Linked DNA regions of Zea mays: region 2 is linked to region 1. Evidence: chromatin contacts called from public Hi-C data. All regions are on one chromosome and are shown on one strand. The core of a region is the stretch at or near the end of the contact, and the rest is flanking DNA. Distances in the headings are between cores, read along the strand shown.

Region 1 (4,037 bases), core at 1,057-3,556:
TTTACTAATAATATGAATGCTTCCGAAAAGATACCCAAAAGAAATCCCAAACTCTAGAACTCTATTTAACAATCCTAAAAAGGAACTTTCATTTGCATAATTAGCATGTACCACCTATTGCAAACATGTAGTATTTTGTAAGTGTGTTACTCACTATCCAAAAAATAGCAAAGTATGGTCGTCATCAGTTGTGTTTTATCAACCATATAATAAGAAAGTAAAATTAAGCTGAAAACAGTATTGCAGATGATTTACCAATGTCCTTTTCAACTTCCCAATATAGAAGTTTGTTTACATCGACATAAATGTAAGTTTCTCTTATTCTTAAAATTTAGACCATCCATCAGGATGTGTACCCATAGTTAAGTGGTTATAGTTGAGAGGCATATGCTTGTGTATGTTCTAAAAAGCAGCACTTATGTCTAATTACGCAAAAGTGCATGAATGAGATAATGTAGTGCAATGTGTTGTTGGAAGCACAAAGGAAAGTGGACAAACAACAATGTTTCTGAGAAGGCAGACTACGTACCTGATCATCTAATATAACATGCAACAAAGAATGAGGAACTAAAAAGGAGACATCTCTTAGATGGATTCCAGCAGCAGCATGAAAATAAACGGTTAAGAAAGGGAAAGGGAGAAGCAGAGGAAAAAAGAAGGCAAATATTAGTTTTCGAATCGTTTTTGAGAAAAATAGAAAATGAAAACAAAGAGCCATATGGGAAACAATTTGCATCGTAACAATGACCTATCTCTCATGTAGTTTTGAAACTCATGTAAGAGAAATGCACAGATAGGAAGTACTCCTGCTGTGTGGCCAACTTAACAGCAATAACAGGATTGGAAGAGAAACTTATATTAAACCAAAACGTTGACAAGAAGGTATCTGTTGTCCTGCAATCTTGCTTATGAGGCTTCATGCAAATAATTAGTTCAATTTTTAGTTATCCCATCATGGACAACTGAAGCAAGAAGCAACAAAGAAAGTTAAAACAAACAGTTAAGAACTAAGCATCGGAAGGAACAATAGATCAAAAGTAACACTTGCAACCTGGGTGAGGTAGTCAAGAGAATAATGGGTGTGTGAGATAGTTTCAGCCTGGTGATATCTCAGAAGCACAACTAAAAAGTGGAATTGAACTTGATAAGGCCAATATTCGCCACAAAATTTATCAGGACAGTACATAAGAGCATTACAGATCATGCTACTCTAAGATTGAACACAAAAAATGTAAGCATCGTTAATAGATAAACATTTCTCTAGGAAATTCTAGTTTTGCTCTTGCATCGTTGCTTTGCAGGTATAGGAGCATCGTTGCTTTGCAGGTATAGGTTCTATACTACAAGTGGCCTTTTCAACAGCTTCAACATTCAGAAGACAGAACAATGACCTTCAACAGGAGAGTAGTTGCTCAATATCTCCAACAATATTTTCAGGTCAATAGCCTATTTGTTGTTGTGGTCAACTATGGATTCCATTTTCACAACCATGAATTAAAACTACACGAACTAGAAGTTCTTACCTCAAAATCCCATTCACCAAACAGGTTTGGATCATGCTTGTAATATATGTATTTATAGGACATCAACCTTGCCGGCGTCCCCTGCAAACACACATCTCGCTTCAGTTAATCATCTTTTGTATCTAGTCATCAGGGGTTGAATAGGATAAAATAATACAAAAACTCAGCAATGATGACGCTTCCTCGAGTCGCGGGTGCCCGGCGACGAGAGCGCCATGGCTGGCGATGAGAGATCCACGGGTGGAGTTCAACCTCGTCGTGGCGGTTGGGGCCGTAAACACGGTGGCGCCTGAGGTTGTCGACGCGGTGGTCTTATACGCGCCAGCGGTGGAGGTAGAAGCCCTAACGCCGGGGTCTCTGCTCCTCCCAGCCACCAGGTTTCGCATCCTGCTGTTGGAGGAGGAAGGGAAAGGGAGAGGTGGGGGCTGCGGGAGCCGGGAGGGCCGCGCGAGCGGTGGCGCTGGGGTCGCTGCTCCTCCCAGCAACCAGGTTACACGCCCTGCTGCTCGAGGAGGAAGGGAGAGGGAGAGGTGGGGGCCGTGAGATTGCCACGCGAGCAGCGGCGGCCATGGACGATGTGAAGTGAATCTACAGAAGCTTTGAAGGGTTTAGATTTTAGAGGTCAGCCATTTTCAGAGGACAGGAGGCGGCGGCAGAGCTGTGGGAGGGGAATGGAGCCCTAGGCAACGGCCTAAGCCAACATCGTGGAACTACGGAGGGCAGGGGGATGGCGGGCGGCGGCGTTGGAGGGGAGGGTGGGATGTACTCCCGGCTGTCGCTGCCGGTTTCTGGGGGTGTGCGGCGCTACGGGAGCTGGGCATGGTGGGCGGCGGTGTTCGAGGGTTGCGGGGTGGGCTCCATGGAAAAAAATTCTTCACATCGCATATGTAAAGAACCTCTTTTACCGTCCCTCACATAAATCAGTTGTTGATCCATATAAATAAAAAAATAAATTAATAAAAAGTTATTTTGTAAATTTTAATCTGTCTTTATGGGCTTAGGTCTCTAAGTGGTGTATGTGTGAGACTATAAAAGATGGTGTTTACATTTGGTATGTACAGAATTTTTTTCGGCTTCATCGCGTAACGAAGAGGGCGCAGAGCAAAGGAAAACTCTCGTGGCGGCCAGGGCTGTCTCGAAGCATCGTGTATCGTGTAAGGAGAGCCCGCACATGGTAGGAAGTTCCCAAACCGTTGAGGCACGATTTGACGGCTGCAAGATTTAAAGATGGCGTGGATATCTTATCTAGCCATGTTTTGAACTAGCTTTAATATATAGGAAAAGGAAACTAGTGTTTGACATGTGCCCATGCGCGTGTGTTCAACTATATTAGTATAAATAGATAGGTTGTTGGAAGCATTAGTGCTGAGAAAATTTCTTAGTACTTGTCACATTCTTTATTCAGCAAGATGGCAGTAATAATACGTAAATGATATCTATGTCTCTTGGAAACTCTTTCGTCAAAACCTCGAACTAAACATTAGAACAATCCTAATTCAGCAGTACTCTTGGCTGAGATTTAAGTATGAACATGAAAAAATGTAATTCAACTTGTTCAAGCATAGCCAAACATAAGTGCAAAACCATGCACCATATATGATCAAAGGTCATTCAACAATCAGGATAACATCATTGTGTTTTACCCCTATGGCTTAGCACCACCTCTATTCTCCTCAAATCAAACAAAAGTGAAGCTTGGACTATGGCAATGATTATTATGGTACAACTACTATACTCAGTTAGCTCCTTTGAAAAAATATTATGCACAGACAGCACACAACATAGTGAGAAAAATATATATCTGCACTTTAGAAAAAGGCTAGCAAGCTCTATAGAACATGCCATAGAAATATGAGAACGACCAGTTGTGCAGAGAATGGCCATACATCATATGAAAAACAACCATAGAAATCCAAGACTAAATAAAACCTAGCTGAAATGAAAAATATCAATTAACAATGTCAATAGCTCGGTTAGAGAGTTGGAGAGGAGAAATCCAAGATCCAGGAAACAAGCGAGGCTGCCAGGAGCAAGACCACGGCACTACAGGCCTTAAAACTTCAAAGTCTCGCTTCCATCTCCAAGCAGTTTGCAGGCAAAAGACATTTTAGAAGCGCGCTGCATTAGCACAGAGTAAAGCAGAGCAATGGCAACCGCTAACCTAGGGAGCAGCAATGGCATCGTTGTCGGCCTGTGTTCGGCGCTTTGCTGCGGCCTAGTCCTACCCAAGGACGAAGAAGTGCCAATGCACAGAGAAGCACGTCGGGGTGGAGCTGTGGCCCATGTCGATGGCCAGGAGGCGTCGTCGCCGCCGCTCATGCCATCCTGGGTGGCACCGCCAAGAAGGCGAGTTAGAGGCCTGCGCCTTCCTCTCGCAGTGGAGGTGGACCGCTCGCTATCGCGGTCTTGGCCCTCAGCGGCCAGGAAGGAGGCGGAGGAGTTGTCACCGCTCTGTCCGTGAGCCGACGAGGCGAGGCGGGTGGGGTGCGACAGATCTGAGGCGGGGAGAGGGAG
Region 2 (3,817 bases), core at 1,285-3,784, 120 kb before region 1:
ACTGTGCTGTTAGGTGGAACAACAGCAAGATCCTGCTTTGACTCAGTTGAACCAAATGCATATTCAGGAGGAATTGTGACAAGAGCAACCTCGCCCTTCTTCATGTTCAACACAGCACGATCAAGACCGGCAATAACTTCCTCTGGAAACAGATTATAATACAAACGAAACATGTTATTCTAAATATCAGGATCAAGTCGATTTCCTGAATTATTATTTTTACTGATAGGCCAAGAGCCCCATATAAAGACAAAAGGATGTTCTTACCTTCATCGGTCTTGAATTTAAATGGCTCTTCGTCATGCCCCTTCTTTGTAAACACCGCGCCATCCTGAAGCTTTCCGATAATTTTGACTGCCAACAGTAAACATAATTTAGTGAGTGCAAGATAAACCTAATCAACTGAAAGGAGTCAAGAACCAACAGCTACTAGCATCATTACAATTAAGTACTTTGACCACTTGAGCATACCTTCAACAACAGCACCCTCGTTGGGACGCTCATAACCTTCTCCCTCCTTGAGAACCTTCTTAAGGATTTTCTTATCATCCCCAATTTCTGTGACAGTCTTCCATGAAATCAACTCAAGGTCAATGAGCAGCGAAGCATTTGGCGGCACAGCACCTTCCTCTCCAGCTGCTGGTCTACCCTTCTCACCAAATCCATCTGCATTTGAAGTGAGGAAGTTCAAATAAGTGTCATAATTCAGAGAAAATAGACATGTAACTACAGAAGAATAATCAAACTTTGAAATGGAATCTCACATTGTGGCTTTACTGTAAGGAGCACCTTCTCTGCCTTTTTCATGGTTTTGACAGCTTTGGCCAGGGCAGGACAAAAGTAGCCTGGCAATACAGTAGTTAGAAAACAACCGATAGGCACAAAAATCTTCAGAAGACCATGTGAAGACAGAACATAAGAGGGTTACCATCTTTCACAGTAAACTCAACCCCCTCAGACTTGGATACAACAGTACCATCTTCCAGACGGGCCTCATATTTCACTACAAGAGCAAGGAGAGTATAAGTTATAGGAACCAAATAAATCAGCTCTATGAAAAGTGTCGCAATAAGCAAAAAAATTACCAAGTACTTCATCAGGATCCTTTGGGTTCTCCCATTTCTCTCCCTCTTTAAGGATCTTCTTGAATATGCCGCCATCTTTGCAAATGTCTTTGACACTGGTCCATGAAAGCAGCTCAACATCAAACTGCAGGGTTGCATTGGGTGGGATAGTTGGAGGTGAACCAGATGCTCCATAAGCCAGCTCTGGAGGAATGGTAAAAATAGCATTTTCTCCTTTCTTCATGGTCTTGATTCCTTGATCCCAACCCTTTATCACTTGACCTGGGCATTGACAAAATAGTTAATGAGCATTATTTTTCAACTTGGCAATGTCAACAAAGAGGCAAGAGAGAAACAGGATGATCTCCAAGCTAGAATTTACTCAATCATCAGCATGTTTTTCAAACATCATAGCCCCTTATACCGATGTAAGCATCGCTTGGGGTCATATCTATATCTACACGGAGTAGGCATTATTCTGCGACAAACAGAAACAGAAACACAGCCACGAAATACTTCGTTATAGGCAAGTGAAGACACTACCAAGCACTCACAACTTTACATCAATTTCATAGATACAGTAAGTGTCCACTGGCAGTATCCATGATATCAATGGAACAAGACGATGTGATCAAAACTACTTATCTAACTAACGAAAGATTGATAACTTTGAACTGTTTTACCATTACAAGGTTAATGCTACTTCCAAATCCATATTTAAAATTCAAACGAGACAGAAGAAATAACCTCAGGGGGAGGAAGAAATTTACCTTGTCCAAGCTTGAACTTGAAGGGTTCTCCACGATCACGGCTTGAGTCGAATTTTGTCCCATCAAGGAGCGTGCCCGTGTAATGCACTGAAATATTATCATGGGTAAGTAAGGAAGAGTCATCAAGGTGACAAGGAACAATAAATTGACACGAAACCCAAGAGAACCCGAATTCCATCAGCTAACTCGCAGCCAGAACTGGGCGAGTCTCACTGACCGCATCACACTAACAGAGATACAAGTGCAGCATGGGAGGAACCGGGGGCAGGATACCTTCAACCTCGTCGCCGACCTCGGGAGTCTCCCAGCCCTCGCCCTCCTTGAGCAGCTTCTTCTTGAGCCCCTCCTTGCCGACCTCCTTCTCCTCGCCCACCTTCATCACCGGGCCCTCGTCGCCGCCGAAGTCGCCCATCTCGTCGTCGCCCATCATCTCATCGGCGCCGGCGGGAGGCATCTCGAAGTCCTCGTCCATGGCTGGCGTGGAGGAAGGGGAAAAGCCGAGATCCGCGCGCGGCTAGGGTTCCGAGATCACTAGGGTTCGGGTGCTTTGGAAGAAGGTTCGAGAGAGAGCACGAGGGGGGAAATGATGAAAGGCGACGCCACCCAAACCCGGGTTTAAATCCAATCGAGTAGGGTTCTAGAGTGTTCCAAAGTCTTCGTATCAGGTGCACAAGGACAGTGCACAAATGCACAAATTTGATCCTGGCCTTCCATCTCATAATCAACGGTCAGCGCGAATATTACATAAAAGCCCCTCCGCACCTGCTCCTTGTTGGCATTCCAATTTCACGAAAACCCCCTTGCACTTGCTTTCTCTGACCCTCTCTCCCCTAACGCAGACACTCGGATCGGACGGAGCCACCGACCTCGCCGTCGATGACCTCGCCGCCCCCGACATCGTCGTCCACCGCCCACAAGCCGTTGATCACGTTGTCAGCTCCGCTGTACCGGAAGACATAGGAACCATGGCGAGAAGGATCCGACGGTGAAGACAGAAGGAGGCGATGTCTCAGCAGGGCCGTTCCTGCTCCTGCCTTTTCAGAGGCACAATGCGAAATTCAATATAGAGGCTCCATTCACACACAAATATATATAATTATATATATATTATCGAATATTTAATGTATAAAAATTATTATGCTCATTTTTGAAGTTTATAAGATAACAGATGTAAAATATAGCAAAAAACACTTACTTATTATATGATATTATTAAAAATATCTTCTAACATTTTGTGATACAAAGTCATCGCTTATATCATCAAGATCAATCTCATCCGATAACTTTTTTCGATATATAGAATCGCCAAACTATTTAACCTCTCTTGAGTTATTATTGACCATAAATAGTTCATTAAAAAATTAAATTTTAAAAAGCTTCTCTCTACCGAAGCAACCATCATATGTATAGTTTATAATACTCTCTCTATATCAAAATAAAATTTGTTTTGCTTCTCTAGTGGATTTACATCATCAATATAAACATAAAAATTAAGAGTTAAACCAAATACTATTTTGAAACAGATAAAGTATTCGATAAGTAATTGAGACGTTAGTTTAACAATATAAATGAGATTAGTCGATAACTCGATATCACATCGCTCTTTACGTATTTGTGTCTAGAATAGATAGGTTTAACAAAAAATGCTACCGTCCAGTAGCTAAGGGGCCCTCTATTTTTGGAGGCCCGGTACGGCCGTACCCTCCGCACCCCTCAGGGTCGGCCCTGTGTCTCAGGGCGGCCTCAGCGTATCAAGCACGGTAGCGTCCGAGTAACTGGGCCGGAATGGATCAATTGATGGCTGGCTGGGCCGATCTGTAATATGGGATATATACATACGCTGGAACCGTAAACGGGCATCGAAAATCAGAGAACAAACAGAAAGAAACACTTCGTCGCTAACCTATCTTCCTCCTGCAGCCGCCACTTTGTGTCTACTCTCCTTCTCTTCCATCCCTAGCGCTAACACACGTTGACAACTCG

Evidence for each region. A called contact is a pair of places that touch in the nucleus more often than the background predicts.
Region 2: a Hi-C map of leaf shows a contact between it and region 1, with 5 times the contacts expected there. The contact joins the promoter of LOC100283417 here to the enhancer-like site in region 1. A contact is called at or near these places in 3 of 25 Hi-C or Micro-C datasets (endosperm and leaf).

The regions. Positions count from the first base shown.
Region 1 is chr1:196,544,125-196,548,161 of Zm-B73-REFERENCE-NAM-5.0, reverse strand. It overlaps the pseudogene LOC109943483. Among protein-coding and RNA genes, the nearest start is that of LOC103642648, 40 kb to the left of the region's middle. Within about 2 kb of position 2,306, at least 12 of the 20 cell types and tissues checked have an H3K27ac peak or open chromatin away from gene starts, as enhancers often do. A contact at or near this core is called in endosperm and leaf, where this site is marked.
Region 2 is chr1:196,666,882-196,670,698 of Zm-B73-REFERENCE-NAM-5.0, reverse strand. LOC100283417 reads right to left here and starts at 2,534. Exons shown (of 13, transcript NM_001412528.1): 1 at 2,108-2,534; 2 at 1,835-1,921; 3 at 1,086-1,346; 4 at 929-1,003; 5 at 747-845; 6 at 472-666; 7 at 268-354; 8 at 1-142. The coding sequence starts at 2,306.